2 separate regions of the Pan troglodytes genome follow, and region 1 is linked to region 2. Evidence: chromatin contacts called from public HiChIP or PLAC-seq data. All regions are on one chromosome and are shown on one strand. Each heading gives the region's core, a stretch centred on a gene start, on an enhancer-like site or on the middle of the called end of the contact. The rest is flanking DNA. Distances are from core to core; before and after follow the strand shown. Region 1 holds the start of EED (embryonic ectoderm development). Region 2 holds the start of PICALM (phosphatidylinositol binding clathrin assembly protein).

The links. HiChIP or PLAC-seq counts read pairs in DNA pulled down with a chosen protein or histone mark.
Region 1: an H3K4me3 HiChIP or PLAC-seq map of stem cell-derived excitatory neurons shows a contact between it and region 2, with 5 times the contacts expected there. The contact joins the promoter of EED here to the promoter of PICALM in region 2. A contact is called at or near these places in 1 of 7 Hi-C or Micro-C datasets (stem cell-derived neural progenitor cells) and 1 of 1 datasets of contacts at active chromatin or transcription factors (stem cell-derived excitatory neurons).

The regions. Positions count from the first base shown.
Region 1 is chr9:88,259,356-88,263,058 of NHGRI_mPanTro3-v2.0_pri, reverse strand. EED (embryonic ectoderm development) reads right to left here and starts at 1,426. Exons shown (of 12, transcript XM_009423921.4): 1 at 531-1,426. The coding sequence starts at 644.
Region 2 is chr9:88,086,713-88,090,485 of NHGRI_mPanTro3-v2.0_pri, reverse strand. PICALM (phosphatidylinositol binding clathrin assembly protein) reads left to right here and starts at 1,745. Exons shown (of 20, transcript XM_508908.9): 1 at 1,745-2,238. The coding sequence starts at 2,109.

The sequences.
Region 1 (3,703 bases), core at 177-2,676, 170 kb before region 2:
CGCACCCGGTCTCCGCGGACAGGACGGAGGCGGACACAAAACCCCCTTTAATAAAGTCTCCCAAACTCCGCAAATCGAAGATCACTTTCCATCCTGAAAATTCCACAAGGGTCTTAGAGTGACAACCCTTACGCTCCTTTAACAGGGTCCCTAACTCTGCCCCGTCCTTCCAACTTTCTTAGAAAAGTCTCTAACGTGCCTTTTAAACTACTAGAATCTCAGACCCGCACTCTCCCCTTAAATCCCCCCAAAGGCCAAAACACTCCCCATCACATGCAAACTGATTTCAGGGCAGACCTCTCAGACCCACGCAATCACTAGAACCACTCTCCTTCGCCTAGTTCCTGCTTGCTCTCGGCCCCACATCAAAATCCCCGTAGGCAATTTCAATTTTCTCCCGCACGCCCGCGTTTTCCTGAGTGACACCTCTCCCTCCCCCCACAGCAGCCCGCTCGTCCCCGCGCCCCCCGTTTTAAAAGAATTTAAAACTTTCACTCCGCAGTCTCGTAACTGCCAGGAGCTGCACTTACATTCTCGTCTCCAGAGAGGTCTGGATTGCTGTTCTCGTCACTGCTCAGCTTCTGCTTCTTGGCCGCAGGCATGTCTGTTCCCGCCGGCGCAGTCGACACTTCCCTCTCGGACATATTCCTCCGCCTCCCTCCAGGTTCCTGCCGCCTGGGGCGGGGCCTCCGCCACACCGCCGTCAAGCAAGCCCGGCCCGAGCTTGCCGCAAAATTGCCACTGCCGCCGCCACCTCCACCGCCCCCCCCACTGTCGCAAATCGCGCCCAGCCGCCGAGGCGGGCGTGCGTGCGACCCCGCCACACTGCTGAAAAAGGGGCGCGCGCGCGCGCCCTCCCGCGCGGCTTCCTGGCTCCTTCCCTTCCCTAACTCCCGTCTTGCCCTTTTCCCGCCGCCCTCCCGGCAGTCTACACGATGTAAGATCCGTTGGATTAAGAGGGCAGTATTAAGTATGTCTCCCTTCCCACCACCGCCTCGAGAAGAGGCGAAACTCAAAGGGATGCTCCCTCACCCCCTTCCTCCTTCCAAAGACGTTTCAGCCGCAATTGGCCCGTTCCTTCGATCTCCGACCCGCTGCTAGGGAGCGAAAGTCTGTGGAATGGGCTACACCACCAATGTCCCAGGAAACGGGGGAAGATACAAGACGTCACCTCTTGCTTTAGCTGTGCATGCCACGTTTCCTTAATCTTGAACTTGGAGGACAGCGCTTCCTGACTATTCACGGAACTATTCATAACCTAATTCTTCCTTGAAGATAGAAATGCAAAAACAGTAACCTGATTCCCCCTGGCTTCCCCCATCTGGCGAATGGAAAGTACCCGTCAGGGGATGCGCAGGCGCCGTGGCGTACTCTTGCGCTGGGTTCGTCGAAACCCGCCTCCTCCAAGCCCCTCCTCTGTTTGAATTCTCGTTTGCTGAACCAGGTAGTTTTCTACCCGGTTTCCGAATCCCAGGGTGGATTTCAAAGCGCTACCGAATTATACTCTAGACGCTTCGTAAATTCTTGTCGGATATTTATTCTGTTGACTATTTATTGTAATGAATGATTATCCTTCCAGTTGCTACCAATAGTGGTTAAGACTTAAATAGAAATATCCTAAAATTATGAGACTAGACTCCAATGAGTTACAGCCAAAGTGCTCTTTTTAGCTGCTGAAGGATAGGCCCTGAACTACGCCAAGGCCTAAGAATCAGTGCTCATCTCCATTATGAGATTGTGATACTTAACCGACAATGTTTTGCTTGTTTTTGCACATCAGATACAATGAAATTCTAGAAGGCAACACACCTGTTAAACTTCACCAAAATATTTGCCTCTGTTACTATATCTATTCTCTAGCAGGTGCCAGATAACATTGGTGTGCCTTGTGGAATTATTATATGGGTCATGAAACCATAACTGAATGAGCAGCAGGAAAAGGAGAGTGATGACGAAAAATAAAATACGGCATCCGCCACCTTTTTTTTTTTTGTTTTTCTTAGAACGTGATTGTGACTACTTATCTATTCGGGCTTCTGTAAAAATGTCCTCATCTGTAAAAATGAGGAGGCAGGAAGGGAGAAAGGGACCTACCATTTCTTGGGCACCTACTTGATGTTGTATATCTTTTCTCTTTTAGACCTCATTACCCACCTAGAGTGCACCATCCATAAAATTCTAGTATACTTGAATTATTTCTGCATGATAACTTTATAACCAGGACATCAGTTTCCTTATCTGCAGATTGCAAGTCACTCTTTCTTTTGTAGATAAAGAGAGAACTCTTGGTTGAGAATGAGAAAAGGAAGTAAAGCAAAGGCAGGTCAGAATGAGGGGTTTCTGCAGTGAAGACTTTGAAATAAAGAAGCCGAAAAAAAATTAAAGTTGAGGTCTCAATGACGGCAGTCATTTGTTCAGCACTTCCAATGTTCCAGGCACTACTAAGCACTCCTCAGTTGGTGAGAAGAGATGAGACTGGAGTAGAGTGAGCTCCTGAGAAAGTAAGACGTGCTTTGGTATGACATTTTCATCAGCAGACAGAAACATCCTTCCCTTTGTTAAGAACATCTTTCCCAACAAAGGGAAGGACGTTTCTGAAATATAGTTCTACAAGTAAAGGATAATTGACTAAAGCATTTCAAATTAAAATTACTCCGTGTGTGAGAGATTAGTGGGAGCTGGGAAGTGGGAGTCAACGTCTAGTCATAAAATTAGAAAAGTGCTGAACATTTGGATAAAGGACACATATGGTAGAAAAATGCCTTACAGCATTCATATTATCTGTAACAAAGCAAAAATAGTTTAAAGAGGCTTATTAAAACTTGAAGGGGTTATTTTTAAAATGTTTCTGATGAATCAGGGGTGATAAATGGAAATTAGTTTATATTACTACGTTATTGTCACTACATTAAAGGAAAAATATTCTGACACTTGTTAAAATAGTAAGGAACACTTAATTCAGGACTATTTTGATAGCTGTCAAGACTATCACAATAGGAGAGAGATCAGGCTCAACTCCAAATTACAGCAAGGAGTGGGGATGTATAGTCGAGCAAAGTTGGAGGGGTTGGTGGTTGGAAAATTACTAAGAAGAGACATCAAGAATGGGGAAATTTTTGCTACACCAACTTAACAGAATTTGTGCTAAAAAAGGCCAGGGTGATCAGATATCAAGGGTATGGGTTTTTCTCTAAACTGATGCAGAATTCTTGCTACAGCTGAGCCAGGCAAGCTAGACAGGAAGATGGAGAAGAGGGCTCAGAGGAGAGTCTTTGTTACTAATTTAAGATATGTAAAATGTCATAGGTGTTCCATGCAGAGTACTACTTTTGTGGTATTAATTTAATAACCATAAAAGTCTAATTACCTATTAAAAATAAGTTTTGCTGAGTGCATTGATGTGTACCTGTAGTTCCAGCTACTCAAGAGACTAAGGCAGGAAGATTGCTTGAGCCCAGGATATCAAAGCCAGGCTGCGCTGCATAAGGAGACCTACTTCTCTAAAAAAGAAAAATTTGTACGTTTCTCAACATTGCATTCTCCTACTGTGAAAGATCTCAGGAACCATCACAGTTGGAGAGGTCTTACTACCCACATTTTACAAATGAGGAAACTAAGACTTAGGATAAGTAAACAGTATGCCCAAAGACACACAGCTGTTCAAGTGGCAGTACTAGAGATTGTGTTCAATTGATTGGAAAGC
Region 2 (3,773 bases), core at 496-2,995:
CCTGTTATGTACTTAGGAATGACTGGCATTTTCCCTAAGGATAAAATATTCAGCTGTTGATAGCTAGACCATGTTAGTGTTGACCTCACATTGGGGTTTACCAATGCAGAGGCTCAGGCCAATCAGTAACTTACACAGTGGAACCCATAGACCAGTAGCAATGATGGCTGATAACATGTCTTGAGAATTTGGTAATTCCACTGCCCAGTGGACGTGGGGCAGCAAACGGGGCACCAAACCACAGATGGATTGCAGTACACTGAAGGAAGTCATTATAGTTTTGTGAAATTGGAGGCTGGCTTGACAAAGATGAAGCCTGCTGGGATTAAAAACTGTGTGTTCTTGGCAAGAGCATGTTGCTGCAGAATTTCACCAGCCATAGTGGGGAAAAAAGGGGGGTGAGGGGGCGTGGGGAAAATGGGAGACCACAAAATTCCTGATATGATACATAAAATGTTAAATATCTATCAGCTTTGCATCCTTTGAGAGTCACCAGATTGAAGCACAGTATTTTGGATTTGGCTGGCAGATGGTGTACACAGACTTTCTGAGAATGTTAGCATTTCATTTGAAACTAGCAAGATTACATGTGACTATCATGGTAACTTAACACTCACATATTTTTCAACTTATCCCTAACCCTGGGTTGAATGTAGAGGCTCTAATAACATATAAAAGGCTTTGTTAATGTATGGTCTGGGTCTCATTGAATAGTATTTCAGGATGTAATACTTCTTTTAAAATGTCCACAGGGCAGTGTCAACGTCTTTCCATGGATCTGACTCACCCAATAAGAGAAAAGAGGCCAAAGGTAAGAAAGACTAAACCAGGGGAGATGGCAGGCAGTGATGTCTGGACTGTTTGAATGGGACTTCTCCATTTACCGCCCCTCTCACTTCCTTCTATGGTCTGGACCTTTAATCACCACAGCAGTCAGCCATGTAGGGTCAAGCTAATCGCTGTTGACATCATCCTACTACTTCCCTTTTCAAATTCCAGTGAAGCTATGTGTTTCCTGTCCTCTTCCACACCCTAGAGAATGAATACCGGCCAGCTAGTATCTAAATTTAGAATGGCAGCAACGTGTCGGGTTTTCGGAGTAGAGATAAACAAAACCAGGTGACATTTCCAAGCCTCTCAAGGAAAGGGGGGAAAAAACCTTTCTGGGGTAAGTAAATAAGGAGAGCTTCAATAGTTCCATGGTAGAGAGAGGCCTGCTGGAAGGTTCAGAAAATAGGCCGTTTGGAACCTTCTCCTTTAAGCCAGGAGGGCGGCTTTGGGAGGCGTCTTGAAATACATTCTTGACTCTGCTGGGAAAGCTCGGGGAGCCAGAGGCCTAATACCCCCCACTTCAGGGGAAGCTGTGAAGGCAGCTGCACCTCCTTTGTCAAGCTGTTGGTTTCAACCACAGACACGAGGACACACTTGAGGTGGGGGGATAAGGGGAGAAGCCTGCCGCCCCGCCCCACCCCCGCCAGCACGCCGCCCTCGCCATTCCTCTCCCGCCCCGCCCCGCCCCGCGTCTGTGACCCCGCGGGCCGAGCCTCAGGCGACCTGTTGGCAGGGAGAGTCACGTGATGCGCCGGCTGTGCACTCCCCTCGGGCGGGCCTCCTGTTGCGCCCGCCTGGCGGGTTCCATCACGTAACGCGCGGGCGCCGCCCAGCTCTTCCCTCGCTGAGCGAGGGAGGGCGGGCGTCGAAGAGGAAAGGGAAGGGGAAAGGGGCGGGAGAAGGGAGGAGGGGCGGTGTCCGAGTCACGTGACCCGGGGGCAGCCCGGAAAGCTCCGAGGAGGAGCCTGGCGCCGCCATTTTCCTGCAGCTGCCTGTTCCTCTTACCCTGCCCGGCTCCAGCTGACCAGGGAAGGGGTGGGCTGAACTGAGGCGGGGGCAAGGGAGTGCCCGACATCTTGTCCGACTCCGCGGGTGACACGAGCCGGTTCTCTCTGGACTGGTGGCAGCGCGCGGCCCCGAACCGCGCCCCAGGCCGGCAGGCGGGGAAGGAGCCGGTGGGGGTAGGGGGTGCGGTGGGGGGTGGGGACCCTCCGGCTCTTGGGGGTCCCAGTCCCCGCCGGCTGCTGAGCGGGTGGGGTGGTGGAGGAGCTGCAGAGATGTCCGGCCAGAGCCTGACGGACCGAATCACTGCCGCCCAGCACAGTGTCACCGGCTCTGCCGTATCCAAGACAGTATGCAAGGCCACGACCCACGAGATCATGGGGCCCAAGAAAAAGCACCTGGACTGTGAGTGAAGCCGACCGCGGCCCCCGCTCCCCGGCGCCCGCGCGACCCGCGTCCTCTCTCTCTCTTGTCTTTCCCCCTTCTGCTGCCTCTTCCCTCCCTGCGTCTTCTCTGGCACGGCCGGTCCTGTGCCCGTTGAGCTGTGTTCTTTTGCTTCCATCACACTTCACGGCCTCCGCTCCCCGTCTCAAAATCTGACAAGCCACTCCCCTCCCTATTCCTAGGGGACCCTCGTCTCCCTGCCCGGTGCGCTACCACACCCCATCATACCCAACCAACTTGCTTCCCCACCTGGCTTCTCACCCCCTACCCGTCTCCACTGCAGCCTTCTGCTCTTCCTTCCCACCCGTCCGGTGCCGCCTCGTCGCCCTCGCCTGAGCGTCTCCCAGCCCCATTGTTTCTTCATCAGCCTCCTTCGGGTTTCAGTAAACGCCTGGTTCCTTGCATCCAGATCCTTGTTATCCCTCCGGGCTGCCTCCCTTGAAGGGATCCCCCACTTCCTTTGCTCCACTAGCTGCTTCCCCCATCCCTTCCTGGCTTTCTGTTCCACCTTCCCTCCTGCTTTTGGGTTACCTTTTCATCGCCTCTCTAGTAGCTTCAGTGTAGTTTCTTCGACTCATTTTAAATACCATACCCAGTTACCCGACTTTTATTTCAGATTACCTTCTTTGTGGGAGTGAAAGTAAAAGGATTCAATTTGGTGTAGGGAAAGCTTTCTGGAAAGTTGGGATTTTTATTTGCCTCTGGTGGAATTTAATCATTGTGTTGTCCATACTTTTGACTGGGGTGAGTTTGTGACTGTCAGCTCTGCCCGCCAGCTTTTCACATGGGGATATGGAAAAAGGCATTTTGCTGATACTCTTATCAGTTCCCGGGACTGTTAACTCTGGCGGCTTGAATTCAGAAGCTTGAGTGTTAAGCGTAGACTGTTGGAATTCCAAATGGATTAATAAATTTACTTACAAATAACATACATCCCTTAAAAAAATTGGCAAAATGATGTTTGATGATGCTTGAGTTTGGATGTTTTAATTATGCCAGTTACCTTTTGAGGAACTAGCTTCTCTTACACGACATAGTATTCGTCCATTCGCTAACGTAGATACAGTTAGTAGAGCTAACTCCTCGTAACTTTTTTCTAACCTGGAAGTCACCTGTAATATCCTCCTTTTTCTTTGCGCTCTTTTACCCCAGGGTACAAAGCTCATTGGATCACTCAAGCCAATGGAGCTTAGACCTGAAACTTTTCAGGGAAAAATAGGGCAATAGTCACGATAAGTAAGTTCCCTTTTTAAATGACTGGACACATTAGTCTGACTGACTTTCATCATACATGAAAGTTACTTTGTTTTACTGTTTGAAGCAAGAGTGAGCATGCCCTGAAAGATAATTCACTGTCTGGAAGCCTGTTTTGATTTCTCATTTTTGGACTTTGGCCGTAAAGTTTGCACTTTAAAAAAAATGTACGAAATGTAAATTCTTCCAAGTTACTGTGCTCATGAATGCTGTTAGAACAAGTTTTTGCTACACAGAAGCCT